Linked DNA regions of Sus scrofa: region 2 is linked to region 1. Evidence: chromatin contacts called from public HiChIP or PLAC-seq data. All regions are on one chromosome and are shown on one strand. Each heading gives the region's core, a stretch centred on a gene start, on an enhancer-like site or on the middle of the called end of the contact. The rest is flanking DNA. Distances are from core to core; before and after follow the strand shown. Region 1 has its middle 84 kb from the start of EMCN. Region 2 has its middle 80 kb from the start of DDIT4L.

What was found. HiChIP or PLAC-seq counts read pairs in DNA pulled down with a chosen protein or histone mark.
Region 2: an H3K27ac HiChIP or PLAC-seq map of alveolar macrophages shows a contact between it and region 1. The contact joins two enhancer-like sites. A contact is called at or near these places in 2 of 47 Hi-C or Micro-C datasets (embryonic fibroblasts and skeletal muscle) and 2 of 2 datasets of contacts at active chromatin or transcription factors (alveolar macrophages and skeletal muscle).

Annotation. Positions count from the first base shown.
Region 1 is chr8:120,087,931-120,091,262 of Sscrofa11.1, forward strand. No RefSeq gene overlaps it. Among named protein-coding and RNA genes, the nearest start is that of EMCN, 84 kb to the right of the region's middle. Within about 2 kb of position 1,526, at least 6 of the 83 cell types and tissues checked have an H3K27ac peak or open chromatin away from gene starts, as enhancers often do. A contact at or near this core is called in alveolar macrophages, where this site is marked.
Region 2 is chr8:120,449,743-120,453,074 of Sscrofa11.1, forward strand. No RefSeq gene overlaps it. Among named protein-coding and RNA genes, the nearest start is that of DDIT4L, 80 kb to the left of the region's middle. Within about 2 kb of position 1,534, at least 1 of the 83 cell types and tissues checked has an H3K27ac peak or open chromatin away from gene starts, as enhancers often do. A contact at or near this core is called in alveolar macrophages, where this site is marked.

The DNA of each region.
Region 1 (3,332 bases), core at 276-2,775:
GTGTTTGTGTGAGTCTGTTTCATGGTGGTTGTTTAAAAAACTTAATGTCTTAAAAGCCTGGTCGTCAGATTCACCCCTCAGAATTTCCCCTTGCCCCAGGCAGAGGCACTTTGAATCCTGGACTCCCTTATGGGGATGAGTTTTAACTACACTATTGTTTCCATCTTGGACACTTGTTTATTTTAGGCCTCCTGACAGATGAGCTCACCCAGATCTTAAAATGCAGGATTTAAGGTTGTGTCAGACTATAATTTTATGCTAACTTTGTTTATTCCCCTCTTCAATTACTGAAGTTACCACCCCAGACTCTGGAAAATAACCGGAGACAATGTTTGTTTGGTGGCCAATTAGAAGCTGACGTCCCAGCTTTCCCTGAGTGTGACTATGTGTATGCACTTTAATTATATTGAAACTGAGCATTATGAGGGCTAAACTAACTGTCCTTTCTTCTAAGATTGACTTCATGTTTGAGGAGAGCAAGGGAAAGTGGTAAATATCTTCTAAAGTGGAAAATTTCAAACTTGAGCGAAGAGAGGGATTGCATATCCATAATATTTACATAAAACATAATCGTTTCTCCTGTGCCCACCGGGGAGCTGAGGACAGGGGAAGTGAGGGCTCAAGCTATTGCCTTAATTAAGTTAGAGGAGTAGACGGTCTAAGGCCTCTATCTTTGGGCAGAGCAGTAAACCATGATTATGACTGTGGCTGGGAAAACATTTTAAATGTAGAATAAGGTAACAGAGGACCGAGAACCATCTACTTTATGGACATTGTGGGTTTTATTTTCAGCATTTGTAAATCTATAGTTCTTTATAAACAGAACAAAGTGGTCAATTTTCACAGGGGCTGTGCTGGCACACGGGTACCAAGGGCTTAGTTTGGGAACAAAGTCATTAAAAATAACTATGTACAAAGAACTCAGTCATAAATAATGTGCCACAGTGGATCCAGAGAAATCCAAAGGCAATCAGTGATTTACTTCCGTGTATCGAGAAGTCTGCTACAGGCTGCCTGGCCCTACTCTTGGCGAATCCCCAAGAACTCCTCCTGGTCCTTCCTCGAGGTCTCTCCTTTCATCCTTCTTTCCTCGCTTCCCTCCTTTCACTCCATCTCTCTCCCCCCAAAGGTGATGGCTTGCCAGTTATTCAAGCAATCAGCAGGAAGGAGTGAAGGGAACAAAAGATAAAAACATTCCCACGGCCACTTGCCTTTCCGCTCCAGCCTCAAATTGTGATACAACCTCTCTGTGATTTCTACCTTTAAAATGTAGTTTTCACCAGGATTAAAAAAAAAAAAAAAAAAAAAAAAAAGTTCAAGAAAAAGAGGGAAGGGTGGCATTGCTTGGAATCTGAAATATAAGGGCCATTCAAGACATCCATGATTTTGCTTGTTTTGTATCTTACCTTTTCTTCTCTCTCAAATTCTGTTCCATCTTATTACTTGTGGCTTCCTCCTTGGCTTCTCTCTTCCTCTCACTGCAGACATCAGTGTGTCAGGAAATCCTGCTGTCTCATTCATGTGTCATTCGTGTACAGCAGTGACCTCTTCTTACCCCTCTACAAGCCCTGACACCTCACACTTCCCAGACTTAACTTACTCTGGGCTCTCAGTGGCTTCACTTCTCTATGAAGACTTAATATTATAGGCTTCAAGTCCCCTTCAAGGAGATTAAACCCCAAAGCCTCTGGCCAAGTCTCATTGCAATGCCCCCTCCCCCACCTTGACCAATCTGGGTTGCTCACTCCCTGCTAGAGAAGGACTGTCACCCATCTCTCACTCACTCACTATATAACCTGTTCCCCATGCAAATAAGGTATCCTGCCCAGGACCAATCAGAGTTGAAACTGGGTCTCCACTCAAGTCCACTCTGTGGGGTATAAAGACTATTGCAGAGTGAGTGGGGCCTCTCTTTTTAACCTGTGCACACGTAAGTTCTCTCTCTCTCTCTCTGAAAATGTACTTTCACTTTAATAAATTTGTGAAACGTCCGCCATTCAATACTTTGCCATGATGAGATGGGGACGAGGAAACTAATTCTATCACTTCCCAAAGTGAATTAACCTCCCTCCCTTCCTTGGGTCCCAGTTACATGTTATCAAGGCAAATATGAGATTTAATTGATGGGGAAAAAAAAAAAAAAACCTCTCTTCTTCCCTTGCTAAATGAAGGCCAAGAAAATATTTACCTTCTTCCTTTTGTCTTCCAGTATCTGTGACATATTAGGTTCTTAAATGATCCTGGAATCAATGTGTATACCATATGCCAGGCAGTGTCAATTGCTTCTATAGAGATTGCCCCTTGATCTTTACAACAGTTCTATATGATTATCAATATGTTTGTTCACCTCTTCTGTTTTTGATTTTCTGTGACTGAAGAAAGCCGAAACTCGCTGGATGTAACTGGCTGGAAGTCACAGGTCTAATTACTGGTACAGTCAGCATTGAACTGTCAAGTTCTTCTCTTTCAGTGGTTCTCTAACTTGACTGGGCATCAGAATCACCAGAAGGTCTTGCTAAAACAGATTGCTAGGCCGTATCCTTAGAGCTTCTGATGCAATAGGTCTGGGTTGAGGCTAGATAATTAGTATTTCTAACAAGTTACCAGGTGAGGTTGATGCTGCTGGTTCTGGGAACCATACTTTGAGGACCAGTGCCCTGCCTCATCATCTGTGCATCCTAATCTGTGAGCATCTGTGCTCAAAGTGGGACAGCGGATGGCTGAAACTTTGCAAGGCGTCTAAGAGCTAGTTTGCATATCAAGCATGTCAGTATATTGAGTAGTCCTAATGTCCATCTATCTATCTATCATCTATATGTCTTCTACCTACCTACCTACCACCCAACCTAAAATTTTAAACGCAGGTAGATACTGTTCTGGTTAATAATCTACAGACTTATTAAAGGTATCACTGAATTGGTGGGAGATTGTTATCGTTATGTGTTCTCTCCTTCCATGGACATTGGAAACACAATTGCTGTTATGTGAAGAAAAACAACATGTTTAACATGTTAAAGGGAGGTTATAATAAGGTTACAATAATCGGGTAATAATTGGCTGAACTTTATTATGGATAACTATGCAGCAATAAAAAAGATATGGTCAAATGTATTTATGGCCATGAAAGATGGTAAAGATCAGATACTGAGTGAAAATAGTAGGTTACCAAAGGTATGACTTTAAAAATCTATGCATATTTTCATAGAATCTGGATGCAAAAAATAAATAAAATATGAACAGTACTTGTGTTTGGCTGGCAGCTTAATAGGTGATTTCTCCCTCCTTTTCCTCTGCCTTCCCCCATCCTTTTCTTCCTTCTTTCTTCCTTTTTT
Region 2 (3,332 bases), core at 284-2,783, 360 kb after region 1:
ATAAAGCAGACAGAATAAGTGCTGTCTTACTACTAATATTGTATATTACTAATATTATTTCCTTAAAAATTGAACTATTTTTCCCTAAAGAAAAAGCTTTTGAAAACAGCTTTTCCCCCATTTTTGCTTATAGTAGACAATGTAAGAATGGTAAGACTAGACTTATAATTCAAAACCATGAGAAGACCCCACAAAGGACTAGAGTGGTTTTCCTGGGTTGGATAGCCAAATATGTGCAGGGGATGCGACAGTACAAGTTAGGGTCTTCACTGGCAACAGTGCAGAGCACACAGCATGGATATACACCACAATCACAATCAGTGAACAAGGATATTCATCAGTGAGTTAAATATAATATGATATGTCCATGGAGAATGAAGGCAAATACTGAGCAGCTGTTAAAATGGGAGGAAGGTCTATAGCTCTAACATGGAAGAATATTAAGGACATAATAAGATTTTTAGAATGTTTCAGAAAAGTAGTTAAAATTTAATCCCATTTGTGTAAAGGAAAAAGGTTGGATTTGTTGATCAGAACAGCTAACTTCTCACTAAAATGCTTATTCCCTTCTTCCTGACACGCAAGGAGACCACTTCTCCAGCCAATGGTATTGAGCTCTTTGCAACAGGAGCTGTTCAAAAGGAAGGAATATGCATTATACCCTTTAGTTAACACCACAGCCCTAGGAGTAGATACTCTTGTTATCTGTGTGTTATACATAAAGAACTGAGGCACAGAGATGTTAAGTAAGTTTCCCAAGGTCACACAGGTGGTAAATGGTGTGCTGAGGTCATAGAGTTCTAGCCAATGAAATGTGAATGGAGGTGCAATGCTCTACTCACAAGTAAGCCCATAAAAAACCTCCCCGCTGCTCTCCTCCATGACCTCATCCAGCTGCCCAGGGTAAAGACCACTGTTCTGCAAATTTGGAATACATCTCTTAAAGGTCGGAGAACCTCCATCTTCTTGAGTGCCTCAGTGACTGTTCACAGCCCAATCATGTTAACTATGCAAGACATACATCTCTGTAATTCAGAGCTATTAAATATTTGGGGTCTATGTGTTACATGTGTTAACCCACGCTAACTAACATGTGTAAATATTACCATGGGCTAAATGTAAACTGTTCTGGAGTGAATGTTTGTACTCCCCCCCAAAAAAAAATCATAGCTTGAAATTTTTTTTTTTTTTTGTCTTTTTAGGGCCACACCTGCAACCTATGGACGTTTCCAGGCTAGGGGTCACATCAGAGCTGTATCTGCTGGCCAAGCTAAAGCCACAGCAACAGCAGCACCAGATCAGATCTGAGCTGGTTCTGCAAAAGGCACCACAGCTCGTGGCAATGCCAGATCCTTAACCCATTGAGCAGGGCCAGGGATCAAACGTGCATCCTCGTGGATACTAATTGGGTTCGTTACCACTCTTCATATATTGAAGTCTTAATCCCCATGTGATAATATTAGGAAGTGGGGCATTGGGGAGGTGATTAGGTCATGAGGGTGGAGCCCTCATGAATGAGATTAGTGTCCTTGTAAGACAGGAAACCAAAGCTTGCTTCCTCTCTGCTCTTCACACTGCAAGGATGCAATGAGAAGACAGCCGTCTGCAAACCAGGGAGCAGGCCCTCACCAGACACCAAATCTTCTGATGCCTTGATCTTGGACTTCCCAGCCTCCAGAACTGTGAGTAATAAATGTTCGTTATTTAAGTCATCTCATCTGTGGTAATTTGTCATAGCAGCCTGAACAGATGAGGACATAGACTAAATGAATTTTTTGGTCAGTGGTGTTCATTGCCGTAATTCCAAGATCGAGAATAGTGCCTGATAATTAGAAGGCAATCAGGAGTTCCCATTGAAGCTCAGCGGGTTTAGGACTCAACTAGTATCCGTGAGGATGTGCATTCAATCCCTGGCCTTGCTCAGTGGGTTAAGGATCTGGTGTTGCCACAAGCTACGGTATAGGTCACAGATACAGCTTGGATCTGGTGTTGCTGTGGCTGTAGTGTTGGCTGGCAGCTGCAGCTCCTATTCAGCCGCTAGCCTGGAAGGTTACATATGCTGTGGGTGTGACCCTAAAAAGAAAAAAAAAAAAAAAAAAAAAAAAAAGCATTCAGTAAATACTTCCTGAATGTATATGTTTTTTAAAGATTTTTATTTTTCCTATTATAGTTGATTTACAATATTCTGTCAACTTCTGCTGTACAGCGAAGTGACCCAGTCATACCTGTATATATTCATTATTTTTCTCACATTATCCTCCATCTATTCCATCACAAGTGACTAGCTATAGTTCCCTGAGCTATACAGCAAGATCTCATTGTTTATTCACTCCAAATGCAGTAGTTTGCATCTATTAACCCCAAACTCCCAGTCCATCCCACTCCCTGCCTCTCCCCCTTGGCAACCACAAGTCTGTTCTCCAAGTCTGTGGTTTGTTTCTTTTCTGTAGCTAGGATCATTTGTTCCATATGAACATATATATATGGTATACATAGGTGTTACTTTTTGAGGGCAGAACTCTGGGGAGTAAGATAGAGAGAATGGGGTGGTGGAGGAGACTTCTTTTTTTCTCCACACACTTCTATAAAGCCTAATTTTACAAACCAGCATATATTATGATTATTTAAAAAAACCTTAAAGAACAGGTTAAAGACGATGGATGTGTGCCCCAACCCTTAAGGAATGCTGTCACAACGGGCAGAGGCCCCGCTTTTAGGAGACCAGTACACTGCTAGCTGGATAACTGGTCTGACCCACTCAGCAGTTCTTAGGCTCTGGAACTGAACTATTGTGACAGTCACTTTTTGTCAGATTCCATCTAGATGGCATACTGCAGAAGTGTCTGTCACTCCAGATCTGCCTCTGTGTAGTTAGATTGGAAATGAAATCTCAGTATCTCCATGGGAAGGCATGATCTAAAAGTGAAACTGTACGTGCCTATTAGGCGAAGCTTAGGGTCAGAGGAGAGGTCATCAAGACATTTTATTTGTTCATATTTCTATGGTCACATCTACTGAGCATCAAGATAGCTGTTTGAAAACTGAAAAATCCCATGTGATTTTCTGCATGGTGCCAAGAATCCTATTAGATTTATGTAATTCTCTGGATTGGTAAATATTTTGGTAGAGACCCAAGTGATAATAATATTTGTTCCACGGAACTAAGAAATTGATTAATTTTCATAACTATTGCACATAAACAAGTGCTAGAATATGAACCCAAAGATTAAATATCTACCACTTGCAAATCATATGACCTTTGGGTAGGAGTTGCCTGAAACCTCTGTTTAGCCTAAAAGAAGCCTTAAACCCCCCTCTTAGTCTTCTTTGCA